Linked DNA regions of Sus scrofa: region 1 is linked to region 2. A link is a contact called in public HiChIP or PLAC-seq data. All regions are on one chromosome and are shown on one strand. Each heading gives the region's core, a stretch centred on a gene start, on an enhancer-like site or on the middle of the called end of the contact. The rest is flanking DNA. Distances are from core to core; before and after follow the strand shown. Region 1 overlaps FGGY (FGGY carbohydrate kinase domain-containing protein). Region 2 overlaps FGGY (FGGY carbohydrate kinase domain-containing protein).

Region 1 (4,750 bases), core at 642-3,141, 180 kb after region 2:
ATTCCTTCATTTGCATTTTTCTATGTAGCTGTAGTTCCTTCAATTTATGTATGTATACCACTCTAAGCATATAATACAATATAGTCATTCTATTACTATAGAATGAAGAGTGGAACTTTGGATTGCTTCAAATTTGGGGTTATTATGAAAAATAATGCTATGACTACTCTTGTCCTTATCTCTGGGTACGTACTGGGGCATGGGTACAATAGTTTCTCCAGGTTTTTACCTAGGAATGGAATTGGTGGAGTACAGGAACTGAATGTGCATATTCAAACAGCGCTTCACAATTTTCCACAGTGATTACACCAGTGTACACTCCCAGCAGCACGGTCTGAGTGTGGAGCACTTACCAAGGTCTGTATTTGCAAATTTGTGTGATTGCTTAGTATCCATCTTCCCTCTAGACGGTGAGGTCTGTGTCTACTTTGCTCACCCTTTTCACTCCATTGTCTGGCACATAGTAGCAGCTCAAAAACAATGGCTGAATAAAAGAAGGCACTCTGGATAAGAAGTTTAAGAATTTTTTTTTTTTTTTTTTTTTTTTTTTTGTCTTTTTGCCTTTTCTAGGGCCACTCCTGCGGCATATGGAGGTTCCCAGGCTAGGGGTCCAATCAGAGCTGCAGCCGCCGGCCTACGCCAGAGCCACAGCCACAGCAACTCGGGATCCGAGCCGCGTCTGCAAACTACACCACAGCTCACGGCAACGCCGGATCCTTAACCCACTGAGCAAGGCCAGGGATGGAACCTGCAACCTCATGGTTCCTAGTCAGATTCGTTAACCACTGCGCCACGATGGGAACTCCAAGAAGTTTAAGAATTTCGGATGTGAACACAGGTCTGACTTCAAAACCCATGTCTTTTCCACCACTGTAACATCTTCCTTACCTCAAGACGGTGATGGGAGTTCCCATCATGACCCAGTGGTTAACGAATCCGACTAAGAACCATGAGGTTGTGGGTTCCATCCCTGGCCTTGCTCAGTGGGTTAAAGATCCGGCGTTGCCGTGAGCTGTGGTGTAGGTTGCAGACGCGGCTTGGATCCCGCGTTGCTGTGGCTCTGGCGTAGGCCGGCAGCTGCAGCTCTAACTGCACCCCTAGCCTGGGAACCTCCATATGCTGCAGGAGTGACCCTAGAAAAGGTAAAAAGACAAAAAAGACAAAAAAAAAAAAAAAAAAAACAAAAAACATGGTGATGATCATCTGTATCCTATTTATTAGTTTCCAACACAATGGTAGCAATCAAATATGGTAATGGTATCAACCCAGTAAGCACAGAGTACTTATTAAGTGTCCACCAACGTTTCACCACTGTGCACTTGGACACAAAGGTCGGCAGACGGGGTATATGACAGGTGACTCTCAATGGCAAATGCTTTATGAATATATGTGGATTAAGATTACTTTGTAGAGGAAGATGGGGGTTTCAGATATCACTGCAGGGAAAACCAGGGAGACCAATTAATGCTTTCAAGTCCAAATTGCACCTGTGTCCCAAATTATTCACCAGCACAAATAAAAGCTGCTTGCTCCAAGCCCTGATCAGAACAAACATTTGATCCTGCTATATAGCACAGGGAACTATATCTAGTCATTTGTGATGGAACATGATCGAGGATAATGTGAGAAAAAGAATGTATTTATGTAGGTGTGGCTGGGTCACTTTGTTGTACAGCAGAAATTGACAGAACATTGTAAATCAACTATAATAGAAAAAATAAAAAAATCTTAAAAAAAAGAACAAACATTTGAAAATGCTTTTACCCAAGTGGCATCATTTTTCATCTGTGCCTGAGCTCAAAAAGGGCTGGGCAGAGAGCTGGATTAAACATTGCAATTCAGCTCGGCACTGTGGGTTCAAAAGTAAACTCTGACTTCCTATTTACACTGAAAGTCTTAGGCCTCTGTGGTTTCCTGTTGCATCCTGCTGTGTCTGTGCTTTGGTTTCTGAGTCTGTCTGCACAAAGCTGCAAATAGGGTCCCTCAACTGTTTCACTCTGTCCTGCTTTTCACAAGAAGATAAGAATCCTACAATCCCTAACTGTTGGCACATTCTACAAGGTACTCTCTCCAAGTCCTGACTTTTCAATCTAGACCTAAGCTACCAAGAGAGGCTTCCTTTGAATGGATGGAGACTCAAGAAATCTCCAAGTGTGACACAAACCACAGGAACTGACAGACCGTCCACATGAATTTACCACATTCTACACAACTTTTACATTCATTTCTTTCACTCTTCCGTTCATCTAGTGTAAATTTAGAGTAACTTCTATGTACAAGGTACTCTGATAGGCACTTGAAAACAATGGTGGAGAGATATAATTTCGACTCCAAAGGAGCTTAAAGCCATAGTCCCTGATGAGAATCAGTTGGGCATCTACTGATATGACAGATTTGCGTATACTCCTCCCAGCAAGATTCACGCCCCATGACAGCAGCACTTGAAGAACTGCATTTTGAAGGAGATCTCCAGGAACATTTTAAGGACATTGAGAATGGGGTGGCTGGCAGCTTCATGAAGAATTTACAATCATAGTGGGGACTAGTGACCCAGAGTCAGGAGCCCCTCCTGTGATGAACCAGACTTTTCCCAACTGCAGGATCCTTCAATTTGAGTCAACGGAGAGGAACTAACTAAGCAGCAAAAATGGCTTGGGGTTTGCTCACATATGTATTGAGTCTTGGCCCTAACCCTTGGTAGCTGCAGGACTTTGGACAAATCACTCAGTTTCTTTGAGCCTTATTTGAAAAAGGAAAACAACACCTGCTCTGTCTTAGCTATTCTGAGTATCATAGCCACAAGGCATTTTTACAAACTCTAAAGCACTAAGAAAGAGTTAGTCATTTTAGGACCACAAAAACTTTAACAAACAAGAAAATTAAGCCAATGCATAAGGTTTCCTTTAAACAGTTAAAACTAGCCTATCTCTTTTCAAATTTTTTACTGAAGTATAGTTGATTTACAATGCTGTGTTAGTTTCAGGTGCAGAGTAAAGTGATTCAGTTTTACATACATATATATCTAGTCTTTTTCAGATTCTTTTCTCTTATGGGTTACTACAAAATACTGGGTAGAGTTCCCTGTGCTATACAATAGGTCCTTGGTTATCTATTTTATGAATGTATAAATTAATCCTAAACTCCTAATTTATTCTAACCCCACCCCTTACCCCTTTGGTAACAAGTTTGTTTTCTCTATTTGTGGGTCTATTTCTGTTTTGTAATAATTTCATTTGTATAATTTAGATTCCATGTATAAGTTATATCATATAATATTAGACCTTACATAATTTACTTAGTATAATAATCTCTAGGTCCATCCACAGTGCAGTAAATGACATTATTCATTCTTTTTTGTGGCTAAGTAATATTCCATTGTATATATGTGCCATATCTTCTTTATCCAATCCTCTGTTGACAGAAGTTTAAGTTGTTTCCGTGTCTTGGCTATTATAAATAGTGCTGCTAGGAACACTGAGTTGCATGTATCTTTTCGAATTATAGTTTTCTCTAGATATACACCCAGAAGCCGGACTGCAGGATTATTTACAATTAGCCATCTCTTAACCATCCCAAACTTTGGTCATGGGTCCCAGTTTCTCTTAAATATTGCAGCTGTGTATTACATGCTTCCTTCCTGGTTATAACAGTTTTTTTTTCTGAAAGCAGAGCTTGAAGCTGGACCTAGTCCTGGATAGGACAGTGGGATATACCTCTGGTACCATGTTAACATTTTCGAGGAATGAATACAAAAGCCAGGAGACCAGCCAGATCTGGATTCCCCTGCAAGTCCTAGCTCTGTAATTTCTCTGACCTCAATTCTATCATTTCTCAGATGAAGAAATGAACTCTACTGGGTCATTTTAGGCTACTACCCTCTAATGACATTTGACTATTGCTTAATCTGAATAGTATTACCTTTATTCTGACCTGAAACATGGCTACTGTATCTTTCCCTTTCATAAGTTAATCTCACATGTCTGTTGTGAGGATTAGATATTCTAGATGCAGACTGCCTAGCAGAGAAAACAGAACCTGGTAATTATTTAATAAATCCAGCAATCATAATTCTTAAGTATAAACATATTCCTTGTTCATCCCTAAAATGTTGTCCCTGGAAAATTCTTCTTCATCACATAATATACAAAACCCTGAGCAGCACTTTTTTTTTTTTTTTTTTGGTGAATACTTCTTTTTTCTTTATTATGTATTTTTTTTTAATTTTAATTTTTTTTTTCTGCTTTTTAGGGCCACACATGTGGCAAAAGGAAGTTCCCAGGCTAGGGGTCAAATCAGAGTTGCAGCTGCCAGCCACCGCAACAAAGGATCTGAGTAGCGTGTGCGACCTACACCACAGCTCACAGCAACGCCAGATCCTTAACCAGCTGAGCAAGGCTAGGGATCAAACCTGTATCCTCATGGATACTAGTCGGGTTCATGACCCACAGAGGTATTTGGGAACGCCTGAATGTTTCTTTTTTAGTCCAAATTTCTTTTCCTTGAAACTGTGATGCTGTTTACTACCTAACTCCACTGGGCATACACGTGAAGATGTTCAACATCACTAATTATTAGAGAAATGCAAATCAAAACTACTATGACGGGATTTCCGTCGTGGCCCAGTGGAAAGGAATCCAACTAGTGACCATGAGGTTGCGGGTTTGATCCCTGGCCTCGCTCAGTGGGTTGAAGATCCAGCAGTGGCATAAGCTGTGGTGTAGTAGCAGACGCAGATCTGATCTTGCATTAC
Region 2 (4,489 bases), core at 1-2,500:
TTGGCACTAGCTGATATGACTACTACATATAAAATAATAAACAAAAGGTCCTACTCTAGCACCAGGAACTATAACCAATATCTTGTAATAAACCATAATGGAAAAGAATATGAAAAAGGTTATGTATGTGTATGTACATACACACACACACATCCATATATAACCTAATATATGATGTATATAACTGAATCAGTTTGCTGAACACCAGAAACAGTAAATCAACTATATGTCAACAAATAAATAAGTAGAGCAAAACAACACAAACACAGTTGTTTTTCATTTCTACCTCAAAAACTGTGTTTGTGCTAAACCCAAGAAACACATGCATAGTAAACACTGGATGAAAATATATAAAATACTAACAGGTTCAAGAGCATGGGTGATGATTTTTCTCTTGCGAACTTGCTTTTCTGTATGTCTTCTTAACTTTCTAGAGTGGCATGTAGGGATTTGATCATTTTAAAGAAAATAAAACTATACTGCACTCTTAAAAAAAAAAAGTTATGCTTCTACAAGCAGCCAGAATGACTTGTGCTCACTTTTGTCTCTCTTGGGAGGCAGGGCTCATTAAGGGTATTTGACACAATGTGGAGAATGCCCAGAGAATCAGTGCTGTCATCAGAAATAGCACTGCTGAGTTTTCCCATTTCTCCAAATAATTAACATAAAACTGAAACCTCATGAACCCACGGGCTGCAGTAAATCTGGAAATTACCACAGCATAACAATATGAATTTATTATGGAAATGCTGACAGTGCTAAATATAGTCACCTCCACAATATATTTCTGTTAAAAGAGTGTATTTGAAGTTGGCCTCAAAATTCATACTTTTTGTCAGCAGGCTGGAGCCGGACAATCTGGATTTGCGGCACGCTACCCTCTTTGTTTGGGAGTCTAGACAGCACAACGAATACAGGGGCTCTTCTCTTTCCTTTTTGCCCACACAATGAAAGCTTTTGAAAACAAAATATTTGGTAAAATTGCATTTTAATCACTTCTTTTCTTTCTCTCTATAAGGCCGAGCTATAAATAAACCATGAAAGTTCACATTTGATCGTCACTTCTGAAAGCAAGTGCAAGGGTTTCTGTAGGGAAAAAATAGGAGCCCTGTACCAAGGCCATGAAAGACCGCATTCATGGGAGCTGACCCTTCGCTGGTGTGTCAAGGCTGAGATACCCGTCTGCACAGGCTGCTCACCACTTCCCTGGGAGCAGAGCCGGCCGTCATCAGGCTGTGTGGGCACAGGGAACTCCCAGTTCTCACGGGTTACGGCCTGGCTTGGGAGCCAGCCAAGGGCTTCCGGCTACACTGAGTGAGCTACCCAGGGAAGTTAGGTTTAAGAAAGGTAGGGGCTCTTCAGCCCCCTTGCAGAAGATGGGGATTCCATGAGTGGCAGACACACAAACGCGGGAAATCTGGGAAGCATGGGACCTGATACCTTTTCCCCTGCGCAGGGGAAGGGGAACAACGGCCTTAAGACTTGGGAAGGTTGGAGTTCCCATTGTTGCTCAGTGGGTTAAGAACCCAACTAGTATCTATGAGGATGTGGGTTTGATCCCTGGCCTTGTTCAGTGGGTTAAGGATCCGGCGTTGCCCAAGTTGCTATATAGGTCACAGATGTGGCTCGGATCTGGCATTGCTGTGGCTGTGGTTGTAGGTCTCAGCTACAGCTCTAATCTGACCCCTAGGCCAGGAACTTCCATATGCCTTAGGTGTGGTCCTAAAAAAAAAAAAAAAAAAAAAAAAAAAAAAAAAAGACTTTGGGAAGGCTATAGGTAGTCTAGAGCCAGGAATCAAAGGACACTGCAAACTTGGCAGTGTGCAGCGTCATGGTCTATCAGGAAGAATAACCAGAACCTGGCCTGGGGAGAGCTATTCCATGAACTCCCTGAAGGTAGTAAGCATGCCAGTGTAGGTCTCATGCCCAACATGGTCCTATCACTTACAGGGGCTTGGTTAATGTTTGCTGAGCTGCTGAATGAAAGGGTGATGACTTTCATGACAGAGGTTATGGAAGATCATCGAATGGTGTTTCTAAAATGGTAAACATTCACTCCAGGGAGTGCTGAAGTGGTTGGTTAGGATTCCAGAAAAACATACTGGAAGTGCCGTTTATAAGACGTGTAGTCTAAAGAAATGAATTCAACTTTACCAGCACTTAATACGCAGATTGTCACCAGCACCACCCGTTGGTCCCTCATCAGACAGTCATGAGTGAGTAAGACACGTGAAATCTCCCAAGGTAAGAGTGAGAGCCTTACATCATGGGGGCATGACAGCATGCCCTCCAGTCTATGTCCCCAGCTTCCAGGGGTTTGCTACCCATCGTCATCTACATGTTCCAGGGTGGGAGTGTATAGGGGCTATCTAATTTTATTTAAACAAACTCTCACAAAATGGGCAAGCAACTGAGAAAGACTTGGCCAAAGGACTAAAGGCAATGGTCACGGTGCAGATTCAAGTAAACAAAAAGGAAAAATGATGACACTTTTCCCTGGTATTAGCTTTTCACAGTATAAGGTAAAAACAAAGACGGCTTAGACTATGACAAGAATTGAGACAAAAATTAAAATGATCAAGAATACTGTTTGAGATATAAATACAGTGGCACATACAAAATCATTTAGAAATAATAAAAAAAATCATTCAAAACTCACCTGGCCTTAGATTGTGGATCTTTAGACACTGTCTAATGTTAGTATAATAACATCATGATGAGCAAATATTTGAAATCTTTTATTTCAGCTATATTTATAATATAGATAACCTATAAGCCCAATAAAACATGTGTATGCCTCTTCATAAATACATTTCCACATATTGAGGATGCAAGCTCAAAATTTTTATAACTGATGGGGTATGATCAGAAAAACAAAGCATTCATTGTCCCAGCAGCCAATTCCGTGGCAGTTGCTAGGTTACCGGTTCAAGCCAACATTTCCCAGGTGCTTGCTCTGTGCTGTGCGCTGCACTAATCGCTTTATGGACGTGACTCTTGAAATTCTCAAAACGACTTTATGACACAGATATCATCACCTCTTCCCCCTTCATGGACCAAGAAGTGAACTGAGAGAGTATAAAGAATTTGCCCAAGGTCAAAAATGCAGAAAAGCCAGAATTTAGAGCCCCTTCTGACTCCAGGCCTTTGCTTAGCCCTGCGCTCAGACCCTACACACTTCCCCCCTACAATGCAAAAAGCCTGATGCTTGCGTCCTCTGGGCTTGAGTTCAAATCCCACTTCTGCTGCTCATTAGCTGTGTGATCTCCTTGGCTAAGAATGAGCGTGTGCTTGTGCCTGAGAAGCACCAATCCTGTACACTGCACCTTTTTTCAGAGATGCTGACACACAGCTCTGAAATACATGAATCTGCCTTCTTGAGGAACTCTGACTCATTTTACTGGAACAACAAGTTCACATGATAATGTGTGGGCTGAGGCACATGACCCTTTCAAAGAAAAACAAAGTAGGGCAACGTGATTTTCCCCCAACAAGCATGAAGAAATGGCTAGTTGTTCTTCTATTTGTTTTGTTTTGTTTTGATTTTTGATACAGTCATCTTTTGACCGGCACCTGGTCTTCTGCCTGACCTCCATGCACTGGAAACAACCATGTCAGTTTAGAAGCGGGATGTGGAGGGACGGAAAGAGTGAGGTAGGTCTTCATCACCAATTGTGACATGAAGACTCACACCTCCTTTATAACCTTAAACACATGGTATCAATCCATCAACCTACATAGCTCCCTACATGTCCTCCCCGCCACACATCTTGTTTAATGAGGTTGATTACACAGGTACACACATTTCTCAAAATTCATCAAGCTGTACACTTAAGATCTGTGAATTTCACTTTACGTACACTATACCGATTTAAAAAGCATAAAAGAAAAAAATGCTGTATGTGTTATTAAGTGTATGTGTTAGTATATTTATATTTCATTTAATTTTTTATTATGTAATACCTACCAAATGGAAATAAAAATTTTCAAATGCCTCGTTCTCCAATATTGACTCTTAAAATTCACCTCAGATTGGTCTCTTGATCATAAAGGAGGGGTAGGGGCCTGGAGCTCTCTAGTTTTGCAGGAATTGGAGATGACAGTGGAAAGATATCGGGTTTTAGAGATAAATAAGCTTGGGATAGATGCTGAGTCCTGCTACTTACCAGATACGTGAACGAAGCCTCAGTTTTCCCACCTATGAAGTGGGAATAATAATATCTACTCACAGCATTGTTGAAAATTTGAGTACCCCACTCTCTGAACAATATCTCCTAACTGGTACCCTAGCAACAGTCAAGGCCAGTCAAAGTGATTCTTTAGAAAGACAGAAAATAGAGTGCAGTGATTAAAAATGATAGACTCTGGAGTTCCCGTTGTGGCTCAGTGTTTAACAAATCTGACTAGGAACCATGAGGTTGCGGGTTCGATCCCTGGCCTTGCAGAGTGGGTTAAGGATCTGGAATTACCGGGAGCTGTGGTGTAGTTT

What was found. HiChIP or PLAC-seq counts read pairs in DNA pulled down with a chosen protein or histone mark.
Region 1: an H3K27ac HiChIP or PLAC-seq map of alveolar macrophages shows a contact between it and region 2. The contact joins two enhancer-like sites. A contact is called at or near these places in 1 of 47 Hi-C or Micro-C datasets (embryonic fibroblasts) and 1 of 2 datasets of contacts at active chromatin or transcription factors (alveolar macrophages).

What each region holds. Positions count from the first base shown.
Region 1 is chr6:152,942,045-152,946,794 of Sscrofa11.1, forward strand. All of the region lies in intron 8 of FGGY (FGGY carbohydrate kinase domain-containing protein), which reads right to left. Among named protein-coding and RNA genes, the nearest start is that of HOOK1, 230 kb to the left of the region's middle. Within about 2 kb of position 1,892, at least 13 of the 83 cell types and tissues checked have an H3K27ac peak or open chromatin away from gene starts, as enhancers often do. A contact at or near this core is called in alveolar macrophages, where this site is marked.
Region 2 is chr6:152,767,396-152,771,884 of Sscrofa11.1, forward strand. The region is part of intron 14 of FGGY (FGGY carbohydrate kinase domain-containing protein); the gene reads right to left. Among named protein-coding and RNA genes, the nearest start is that of HOOK1, 60 kb to the left of the region's middle. Within about 2 kb of position 1,251, at least 14 of the 83 cell types and tissues checked have an H3K27ac peak or open chromatin away from gene starts, as enhancers often do. A contact at or near this core is called in alveolar macrophages, where this site is marked.